2 separate regions of the Mus musculus genome follow, and region 1 is linked to region 2. Evidence: chromatin contacts called from public Hi-C data. All regions are on one chromosome and are shown on one strand. Each heading gives the region's core, a stretch centred on a gene start, on an enhancer-like site or on the middle of the called end of the contact. The rest is flanking DNA. Distances are from core to core; before and after follow the strand shown.

Region 1 (5,420 bases), core at 2,673-5,172, 74 kb before region 2:
AAAAAGTGTAATATATAAACAAACCAAAAAAAAAAAAAAAAAAAAGTAAGGGAAAAAAATACCCAAACAAATTAATATGAGATTACTTTTGGCTTGTGTACTCAGTAACACTCTATTGGAGAAAACTAATTTTTCCTTTGTGATCAATCAACATTTGGAGATAGCTCCTAGGTTAGTGTCTTAGTTAGGGTTTTACTGCTGTGAACAGACACCATGACCAAAGCCACTCTCATAAGGATGACATTTAATTGGGGCGGGCTTACAGGTTCAGTCCATTACCATCATGGCAGGAAGCATGGCAGCATCCAGGCAGGCATGGGGCTGGAGGAGCTAAGGGTTCTCCATCATGTTCCACAGGGAACCAGGAGAAAACTGGCATCCTCAGGCAGCTAGGAGGAAGCTCTCTTGCCCAATGGGCAGGGCCTGAGCATAGGAGACCTCCAAGGCCCACCCCCACAGTGACTCACTTCCTCCAACAAGGCCACACCTCCTAATAGTGCTGCTCCCTGGGCCAAGCATTTTCAAACCACCACAGTTAGGGATGGGCTGGTTGGTATCTACTTCCCTTCTCAGTGTTAAGATCCATCTGGCTTGAACTTGCGTAGGCCGCGTACATGCTGCCTCGGCCTCTGTGAGTTAGTGTGTGTGTCCTGATGTGTCCAGAAGACCTTATTTCCTTGGCATCCTTCAACACTCTGACTCTTACACTTTTTCTGCCTCTTCTTCCACATAGTTCTCTGGGCCCCATGGGGTGAGGGGTGAGGGGGAGGCATTTGCTGGAGACATCTCTTTTAGGACTGAGTGTTCTCACTGAGTGGTCTGAGTCTAGAAGGGTATCATTTCACTGCTATATGCCTTTAGCAGGGTGTAGTGTTTGGGTCTCCCTCAGGCCTGTGGCCTATCTGATCTCAAGTTCTTGGCCACTGAAGCAGTGACATGAATGTGTTCCATCTCCTGGGTGGGCTTTAACTCCAATCATAAAGTAGTTGGTTACTCTCACAATGCTGTGGCACGACTGTACCTGCGTATCATGCAGTCAGGTCACCATTTAGATGGAAAGGTTTATCGGTGAGTGGGCATTCACCCTTCCCCTCCTGTAGCATGCAGAGTACCATCCAATACCATGAGCACCAGTCAATAGGGCGAAGGCAGTAGGTAGGCACCAGCATGATTTCTTCATGTTCAGTGAGATATGTGTGCTCCTCAAGGTTTCACCATTGATTGTGAAGAGCAACCAATCGCCTTGACAGTAGCTGAGGTTTGGGAGTTCGCACAGGGCTTCCTCTGGCCAACAACTCAATCAGCTGTAACTGATTTTTAGCACTGGGGGTTTTACTTGGTGGTGAGACGTCTGGTTGGAGCTTTGTCTCCCAGGATTTGGTGATTCCATTTAGGCTTCTTTTGTACATGTATATATATTTTAAGAGGGTTCTCCTGCAGCAGGTTTCCATATGAACCCTCGAGTGGCCATTAATGTTGGCCCCTCCCTCTGTTCTGCCCTTACCACCCACCCCTCCCCATCTCCATTGAATCATCCTGTTCTGGTGTCTCCCACCTCATCTCTCCATAACTATACATTTTATTTTCCATTTCCCCTTCCTTGGTTGTCCTCTCCTCCCACGTCCCCCTCCTGAGTTCTAGGGTTAAACATTGTAGCAAGCTTCAAAGCTAACACACACACCATTCTAATGTTTATGGGTCTGGGTTACTTCACCTTAGCCTCCGCTCAGCTATCTGTGAATTTCATTTCTTTTTAGACAACTGAGGAATATTTGGTTGGGTAAATGTACCACATTTTCATTAGCAAGTCAGCTGCTGATGGACGTGTAGGCTGTTTCTGTTTCTAGCATAGAAATTGTAGAGCAGCAGTGAACAAGGAGCAAGGGGTTTTCCCTCCTGGCTTTTGAGACAGGGTTTGTCTGTGTAGCCCTGGCTGCCCTGGAACTCAGTTTGTAGACCAGGAGGATGTCAAATGCGCTCGGAGCCTCCTTCCTGACTCTGGGCTGCTGAGCTCTCCATCATACCCAGCTGCCTGTTCATTTTGTGCCCTGCTACTTTGCTGCAAGTGTTTCTCACCTCAAGTTTCCTGGTGGGGTTTTTAAAGAGTCTTTTATGCATAAAGTCACAGTATCTGCAAATAGAAACTTTGTCTTTTTCCTTTCCTATTTGTGTCCATTTGGTATCTTTCTGGTATCTTTTTTTTTTTTTTTTAAGATTTATTTATTGTTATATGTATCTACACTATAGCTGTCTTCAGACACACCAGAAGAGGGAGTCAGATCTCATTACAGATGGTTGTGAGCCACCATGTGGTTGCTGGGATTTGAACTCAGGGCCTTCGGAAGAGCAGTCAGTGCTCTTAACCACTGAGCCATCTCACCAGCCCTCTGGTATCTTTTTACTCTAGCTAAGACATCAAGGACTACTGAGAGGTGGTGGCACATGCTTTTAATTCCAGTACTTGGGAGAGAGAGGCAGGCAGATTTCCATGAGTTCAAGGCCAGCCTGGTCTAGAGTTCCAGGATAGCCAGGGCTACAAAGAGAAACTGTTTAAAAAAAAAAAATAAAAGGACTTCAAGTACTTCAAGTACTATATTAAGCAGATATGGGGAGTGGACACCTTGTTTTATTCCTGATTGTGGAAATGTTCTGAGTTCTGTTTAGGCTGATGTTGGTTGCTGTAAATTACCTTTATTCTTTTGAGGTTTCTCTTTCTTTTTTTTTTTTTTTCCCCGAGACAGGGTTTCTCTGTGTATCCCTGGCTGTCCTATGTCCTGGCACTCACTCTGTAGACCAGGCTGGCCTCGAACTCAGAAATCCACCCGTCTCTGCCTCCTGCGTGCTGGGATTAAAGGCGTGCGCCACCACGCCCGGCTCAAGCTACTTTTCTTATATAGCTCATCCCCACCTGTCTAGGAAAGGTACCATCTACAGTGGGCTGGGTCTTCCAGCAACGTTGAAAATGCCCAACAGGCAATTCCTCAAGTGACACTCAACTTGCCAGATTATTTTGTCAAGTGAACAAGAGCTAAGCACACAGTGTTGTGTGTGTGTGTGTGTGTGTGTAGGTCAGAGGACAATTGCAGGAGTCAATTCTGACCTTCCACTATCGTAGCACATGGGGATTAAACTAAGGTCATTAGGTTTAGCAGCAAGCGCCTGTGTTCTCTGAGCCATTCAAAGCCCAAAATAGATTCCTTGATTTTTTTGCTGGTCTGGAACTATGTAGTTCCATACCAGTTCGAGAGGATGGCCTCGAACTCCTTCCACCTCCCGACTCAGCCTTTCAAGTACTGGAATACTGCATGTGTCAGCACAGATGCACGTGGACCTGCTGACCCAAAGGTTTGAGATGTATTGTACGCAGGCTGAGGCAGTATTCTACTCACCAACAAACATTCCACCACCCCCTTAGGGATGGTATAAGGTGTAAAGGAAAAGCAGTCGGGGGAGGCCATGCTCACTGAACTAACATCGCCAGAACTCCAATATTGGAATACTAGCACCTGGCATATCTGCCTGTCGCACCCGTCACACAAGTTGAGATCAGAATCCAACAAAGCCGCCGTCCTCGGAGGGCTACGCCTACACTTGATTGACCAATGGGCAAAAGCACCTTGAATTGGGGAAGGCAGAGAGCGGGCGGTGCCAAGGGAGGACCTGCAAACCTCCCCGTTTAGTCATCTTAATTGTTGCCTGTAAAGAAGTGCTTCACCATTTTTAGATTTGTCAGTGCCCCCACCAAATGCAGTGGTTGATATCAGACTTGGGTAGGTTTCACGAAGTTCGCAGTAGCGTTAGTATGCTTTCTAGCAGATTAGGCAATTACCAGGGCAGCTCCCCATCCTGGGGCCCTTCAGTCAGCATTCCGCGGCTTTGGGGTCGAACAGAAGCCGAAGCCAATGAGCTTTGCCGAAATAAGAGGTGGGCAGGACAAATCCTTAAAGGGTCCACGCCCCGTGAGTAGAGGGTGACCCGGATGATGGCGGCCGGCGCGGCCGTAGCACTGGCCCTGTGGCTACTCCTGCCAGCAGTAGGAGTGGGAGAGGCAGGGCCGCCGCCTATCCAGGACGGCGAGTTCACATTTCTGCTTCCCGCCGGGAGAAAGCAGTGTTTCTATCAGTCCGCACCGGCCAATGCTAGTCTTGAGACCGAGTACCAGGTGAGAGAGGGGGTCCCGGGCTCGGAATAGAGCAGGGCTGGGGGCGTGGCCAACAGGCGGGAGGGGCGGGGCAGAGGTGTGGCCAGAACGCTAATAGTCTTGCAGAGAAGGGGCATGCTCTGCTCAGAGCTCTTTGGGTTGGGTTCTAGGGAAGTTCCTGGCGGCTGTTGGGTAGGTTACGATTAAGTTAGCGGTCAGGTAGACAGCCACCTTAGACTACTCAAGGGCGTTGGCAGGGTGGTTGATAAAAGACCTCACGTGGATGTATCCATCTTAGGGACTGGGAAGAAACCTTGTAGGTGTGGATGGATGTTGGTCTTCAGATAGGCCCTTGGGGGAATCCAAATAGCTTGCTGGGTTAAAACAAAACAAAACAAAACAAAAACCGCTTGCTGCTAAACTACGACGACCCGAGTTTCCTAACTCTATGGTAGAAGTGCAGCTCTGACTAATCTCCCTCCACAGGCGCTACTCCTCTATCTCAAGCAAATACCTGGGATTTGTGGTTGTTCTTTTTTCTTCTTAAAGATAGGTTCTTGGTGATCTTACATGGGTCTTTCCCGGTTCGGTTTAACCCAGGCTTTCTGTGGCAGATAGGCTTGCACAAAGCTGCCAGTTCCCCAATTCTTACCTGCTCTTCAGGTGATCGGAGGTGCTGGGCTGGACGTGGACTTCACCTTGGAGAGCCCTCAGGGTGTGCTGTTGGTCAGTGAGTCTCGAAAGGCTGATGGGGTACACACGTGAGTGAAGTCCTGCCCTGCCTTGGTTCAGTTACAGCCCTGCAGCTCCCCAGTGGCCTCAGGTTACCATCCTACTGGTTCCACAGACCAGCTGGCTGGTCACTCCAGGGTCACGTCTATGTCTCATCTGTCTGCCCAGGGTGGAGCCTACTGAGGCCGGAGACTACAGGCTGTGCTTTGACAACTCCTTCAGCACCATCTCAGAAAAGCTTGTGTTCTTTGAGCTCATCTTTGACAGCTTCCAAGATGAGGAGGAGGTAGAAGGTTGGGCGGAGGCTGTGGAGCCAGAAGAGATGCTTGATGTCAAAATGGAAGACATCAAGGTGAGCTGGGTATGATGGTGCATGCTTAGAATCCCAGTTCTGAGGAGGCTGAGGCAGGATGCCAGTGAGTTCAAGACCAACCTTATTTACATAGCAAGCTCCCGTCTCACAAAACCAACAGAAAGGGCCGGGAATAATTGAGTTGGCAGAGCACTTACCTAGGACGCTCCCACAGCTGAGCCCCCACACCCAGCA
Region 2 (5,653 bases), core at 2,053-4,552:
TCCTGGGTTTTGGACAGGCTCCTACTATGGGGAGCAGGGAGGGGGAGTCAAATGAACAAGAGTGAGGCAGCAGGCAATGCAGGGGCGTGGACAGCTGATGAAATAGCACAGCAATCAAAACTAATAGGAGTTTGGTGTGCACAGACAGAATTCCCCACTGGGGCCACCTGATATGTCTGTCATTCACAGCACTGAACATCTCCAACAAGGTGACGGCCAGAACCTACACCTTACCCACACCTGCAACTATATCCTCTGATACCTACATCTACAAACAGTGCACATGAAGCAGAAAAATGAATACCGTAAAACCCTACCCTCCCTGGGCCTAAGGCTCACTTGGTCAAGTGCTTGCCTGGCATACACAGTCCTGAGCTCTGTCCTCAGCATCACACAGACTTAAGTGCTGGTTGCATGCTTGTCATGCTAACACCTGGGAGGTAAAGTCAAGAGCACCGGGAGTCCAAGGTCACCCTCAGATACATGATGATTCTGAAGCCAGCCTAGGACAGGATAGGCTTCGACGGGTCTTTATAAACAGCCTTTTTTATTTCCTTTTTTGGTGCTATAGATAGAAACATGGTCTACAGTTGACTAGGTCTCCATCCCTGAGCTATCGTGTCTTAGCTTTTTATTTTGTTTAGTAGAAATCCACAACGTAACTGGGGTTGGGGACCCACATCTTTAAGCCCAGTACTTGGAGGCTGATGTTCAAAGCCAGCCTTGTGTACACAGTGAGTTCCAAGACAAGCAGAATTGCTTAGTGAAACTCTAAGATGGGTGATAGATGGATAGCCTGACAGACAGACAGAGCAAGCGATCCACAAGCTAACTGTAAAATGGGCATTCAGAGCTGGGCATGGTGCTGCACCTCTAATACCAGCACGCACAAGCCAAGGCAGAAGGGGCTCAAGCTCCAGGTCAGTGTGAGAAACAAAGTAAGAATTCTTGCCGGGCGTGGTGGCGCACACCTTTAATCCCAGCACTCAGGAGGCAGAGACAGGCGGATTTCTGAGTTCGAGACCAGCCTGTTCTACAGAGCGAACTCCAGGACAGCCAGAGCTACACAGAGAAACCCTGTCTCAAAAAACAAAAACAAACAAACAAACAAAACCCCCCAAAACCAAAACCAAACCAAACAAACAAAAATAGAATTCTCAAAAAGACAAACAAATAGAAACAAAATTAATGTTTAAAGGACTTAGAACATTCAAAACAATTGAGAAAAAGAACAAAGCGTCCTCAAGGCGCCTGATTTCAACACTAAGCAGAGAGCTGCACTCATAAACAGATGTGGCTTGTGCAGATGTGGGAACTGCTGGGCAGTGCTCCAGCAGCATCCAAAAGAGACTGTGCCCATCTGACAAAAGCCATCCAATGAAATACAAGATTGTACAATGCTTTGCAAAAGAAAAATATAAAACAACTCTTCAACTTTTCAACTTACACTTTATAATCTATATAAAATGCAAGAGACAGCTAGGAAACGGGCTTCAACAGTAGAGTGCTTATCTAGAATGCCCCAATGAGGGGTTGGAGGTGTGGCTCTGCCCCTCTACCCCCTAATTAGGGGCTGGAAAGCCGACTCAGCAGGAGGGCACTTGCCTGAAATCCATCAGTGAGAAACTAGGGGTATTATTTAAAGGTGGAACTCCTGCCTAGAATCCCTCAGTGAGGCACTGAGGGCGTGGCTCAGTGGTAGAACCCCTGACTAGAATCCCATGGAGAGAGAATAGGGGTCTGGTTCAGGGGTAGAGGCCTTTCCTAGTATACATGAGGCCATGAGTTGCATCCCCAGACCTAGAAAAATCAAAATGAAGGTTGGAAAGTCGGCTTAGCGGCTCAGCAGGCAAAGCACTTACATGCAAACTTGAGGACTAACGTAGCGCCAAGCTCTTGTGGTATCTGCCTGTAATGCCAGTGTTTGTGGGCAGAGACAGGAGATCCCCAGAACATGCTGGCTAGCCAGATTAGCAGATTTAGACAAGCTTTGTGTAAGTGAGAGATTCTTCCACAGTACTTAAGGGAGACATTGGACACCAATCTTTGTCCTTCACGCAAGAACCCACACATGCACACAAACTCACACATACACTTGCGTCCTCATGCATAAAACCTTTAGGGCCTGGATACTTACAAAGGATAAGATATGCAAAACCAAACCCAGTAACTTTCAAGTAAGGAAACATGGCAGATGCCCTCTCCCTGGGAATGTCCTGCTGGCCCACATTATGGAGTCCTACAAGATGCACAAAGCGGACCTAAAGTAGTTCCTTACCCAAAATGAAAAAACTCACAGTCAGCTGTGAGAACAAGCCAGATAAGCTGGGAGAAGTTACTGTTGTTTGTGTTCTATCAAAGTCCAAGGTCATGAGAGCCTAGGACGGACAGCCTGAGAGCCTAGAGCAGAGGAGGGAAGCAGGGGACATGCGATCCTGTGTTAGGAGGGCAACGGCAGCCATGTGACAGGGGCCTTCCATCAACAGTGACAGTCTTAACAGAGCCTGCAGTAGGGAGAGGCCAAGGAAGGCAGACATGGGCAACATGCCCTAAATGTTTTTAAATTGCATCTTATTGATGTTTCTCTGCTTGGAGGTGGAATTGCTATGGTCCTGATGGGAGGACAACTTTCAGGAGTCTGCTCTCTTCCACTATACAGGTCTCAGGGATGCACCTCAGGTCATTAGGCTTGGCACCAAGCACCTTTCTCCCATTGAGCCCAGCCCCTCTCTTTATAACTCTGCTGTAGCCAGTGCACACCTTTACCTTACTCCCAGCACTCAGGAGACAGAGGCAGGCAGATCTCTGAATCCGGAGCCAGCCTGGTCTATAGACAGCCAGGGCTACACAGGAGAACACCATCTCTAATACCCAAAATAATTACATTAATAACTCTAATGTGGTCTTAAAGAAGAAGAGGTAACTCAGTGGTAGAGCCCTGGGAGCGATCCCCAGTGCCATGAGAAACCTTAAAGCCTGATGTGATGGCATCTGCTGACAATCCCAGCACTCAGGCAGCAGAGCAGGAAGATCAGGAGCCCAGAAGTGACAGAAGTTTGAGGCCCAGCCTAGATTACATAAAACTACCAACTTTTTAAAAATCCAGGCATGACTGTGGTGGAAAGGCCTACAATCCCAGTACTTGAGGTTGAAGCAGGTTGTCGGAGGGAAAAAAACAGCATCTAGGCCTGGTGTAGTAACGTCGGCACAGGGAGGCGACAGCAGGAAGTACAGAAGCACAAGCCCCGCCCTGGCTGTGCATTTAACTTAGTTTGAGGTTAGCAATGTGACATGAGACCTCAAGAAAACTTCAAAGAAAAGAAAAGTTTAAGACTCAGTTTTCACCACATGCCAGGGCAAACCCCATGTAGGCCCTTCCCTAGAAAACAACTTATACCCAAATCCTTGACAGCCTATGCAAGACAGTGTCCCCTGGCAGTGCCACCTAGGCAAAGGCTACAGAAGCCAGGCTTCCTTCCGCTTGGCTGAGTGGGAAGTCAACATTGCAAAATGATGGCCAAGGGGACCTAAAGCACAGGAAGACTGAGCTGAGCAGGGCTCCAGATACCGGCCACAGGCTCCTGGACTTGATCTCTACCAGCCTTCACTGGGTAGCCATGAGGATTCTAGCAACCATGATGTCCTCTCAGTACAGTGGCACACTCTGAATGCCAGCACTAATAGTGGATGCAGAAGGCTCAGGAATTCAAGGTCACTCTCACCACTGGCTGGTTCCCTGCAGCTAAGGATGCTGGGGCAGGCATTCCAGACCAGAAAGCTACCATCCTCTAGAACAGCAGTTCTCAATCTGTGAGTCACAACACTTTGGAGGTCAAACAACCCTTTCACAGGGGTCACATACCAGATAGCCTGCATATCAGATATTTATACTACAATTCTTAACAGTAACAAAAATTACAGTTTTGAAGTAACAACAAAAGTCATTTTATGGTTGGGTCATCTAAAGAAGATTGAGAACAACAACTCTAGAAAAACCTCATCTATCAGTACAAAAGACAGAGGCCCTGAGCCAGGACAGAGTTGTGTACTGAGGCCACCTCTGGGGCTTTCGATGGGAATGGCCTCTGTGTGCTGGGGTGTATCCTCGGTAAGCAGCATCACAGTAGGACAATGCCTGCCTGCTCTCCAAGCCATCAGAGTCTGGGAACATGCGTTAGGAGCAGGCTCTCGGGTGCCTCCTTCTTCACCAGGGAGTAGGGATATTCCCAGGTAGCCTTGCTGGCCTTGCTTACATACCCGTGGATCACAGTCAGACCTCACCTCAGCTTTTCTAGAGAAAGGCAGCAGAGGACCAAGGTACAGTGACACTGCCTATAACCCCAGCATTAGGGAGGCTAAGGCAAGGACTTTTCAGGTTTGAATCCAGCTGAGCTGTATAGCAAAACTCTGTATCAAAAATAAAATAAACAAACAAATCATAGGCTAGGGAGATCATCACCATGGATAAAGCACTTGCTGGCCAAACATGAGTTCACTTCCTAAAACAGAAAAGCCTGGTGAGATGGCTCAGTGGGTAAGAGCACCCGACTGCTCTTCCGAAGGTCCGGAGTTCAAATCCCAGCAACCACATGGTGGCTCACAACCATCTGTAACAAGATCTGACGCCCTCTTCTGGAGTGTCTGAAGACAGCTACAGTGTACTTACATATAATAAATAAATAAATCTTAAAAAAAAAAAAAAAAAAAAAAAAAGAAAAGCCTGAGCACGGCATATGTGCCTGTGATCCTAACTCCAGAGAAGGGGAAGGACAGACAATGAGACCAGGCTCTGAGTGAGACGCTAGCTCAAAAAATTATAATTAAGGGTCTGGAGAGATGGCTCAGTAGCTAAGAGCACAGGCTGCTCTTGCAGAGAAACAGGGTTCAATTCCCAGTAACCACAAGATGGATCACAACCATGTGTAACTCCATCTCCAGGGGATCCAATGTCCTCTTCCTTGGGTGACATGTACATGAAACAGAAAGAAATACTCATACACATTTAAAAAAAAAAGTTTTTAAGTGAAAATAGTCCTTGGCCTCCATCACTCCCCTCCACACAGGCGCACATATAGATACACCCACGAATACCAATATAGCAATGATAATAACAGGACTGGAAACAGGCTGGCCATATGCCAGTTGAGGGTTTGCCTAGTGTGCATCAAGCCTGAGTTCCATGCCTAGCTGCACACAAAGCAGGTATTGAGTGCTTGTAATCCCAGCACTCAGATAGACATATGAAGATGCAGAGTTCTTTTTTTTTAAGATTTATTTATTTATTATATGTAAGTACACTGTAGTTGTCTTTAGACACTCCAGAAGGAGTCAGATCTCATTACGAATGGTTGTGAGCCACCATGTGGTTGCTGGGATTTGAACTCAGGACCTTCGGAAGAGCAGTCAGAGCTCTTAACTGCTGAGCCATCTCTCCAGCCCCAGATGCAGAGTTCAAGGTCACTCCCAGTTACATGTGGAACTCAAGACCACAGTGCCATACATTACATAAGGCACAGTCTTGAGAGAGGGGATATGGTGAGAGCGAGGTGGCTAAGAACCCACGGGGAGGAAGAGGAGGAGGCGCAAGCAGTGTGGTGCCAGGATCGGCAGGTTCTTGGGAGTCGCTGGTTTTGTTCTACAAGTGGAAGCTGAG

Evidence for each region. Hi-C and Micro-C count contacts between places; a contact is called where the count stands out from the background.
Region 1: a Hi-C map of granulocyte-monocyte progenitors shows a contact between it and region 2, with 4 times the contacts expected there. The contact joins the promoter of Tmed1 here to the enhancer-like site in region 2. A contact is called at or near these places in 9 of 39 promoter capture datasets (embryonic stem cells, erythroid cells, hematopoietic stem and progenitor cells and 4 more), 8 of 484 Hi-C or Micro-C datasets (bone marrow-derived macrophages, cerebral cortex, embryonic stem cells and 4 more), 11 of 115 datasets of contacts at active chromatin or transcription factors (the 230-238 cell line, the HPC-7 cell line, the SCID.adh cell line and 5 more) and 4 of 9 other capture datasets (adipose tissue, liver, macrophages and 1 more).

The regions. Positions count from the first base shown.
Region 1 is chr9:21,508,736-21,514,155 of GRCm38.p6, reverse strand. Tmed1 (transmembrane p24 trafficking protein 1) reads left to right here and starts at 3,922. Exons shown (of 4, transcript NM_010744.4): 1 at 3,922-4,162; 2 at 4,805-4,902; 3 at 5,042-5,225. The coding sequence starts at 3,980.
Region 2 is chr9:21,434,065-21,439,717 of GRCm38.p6, reverse strand. All of the region lies in intron 1 of Dnm2 (dynamin 2), which reads right to left. Among named protein-coding and RNA genes, the nearest start is that of Dnm2, 12 kb to the right of the region's middle. Within about 2 kb of position 3,302, at least 135 of the 459 cell types and tissues checked have an H3K27ac peak or open chromatin away from gene starts, as enhancers often do. A contact at or near this core is called in the HPC-7 cell line, the SCID.adh cell line, adipose tissue and 8 more, where this site is marked.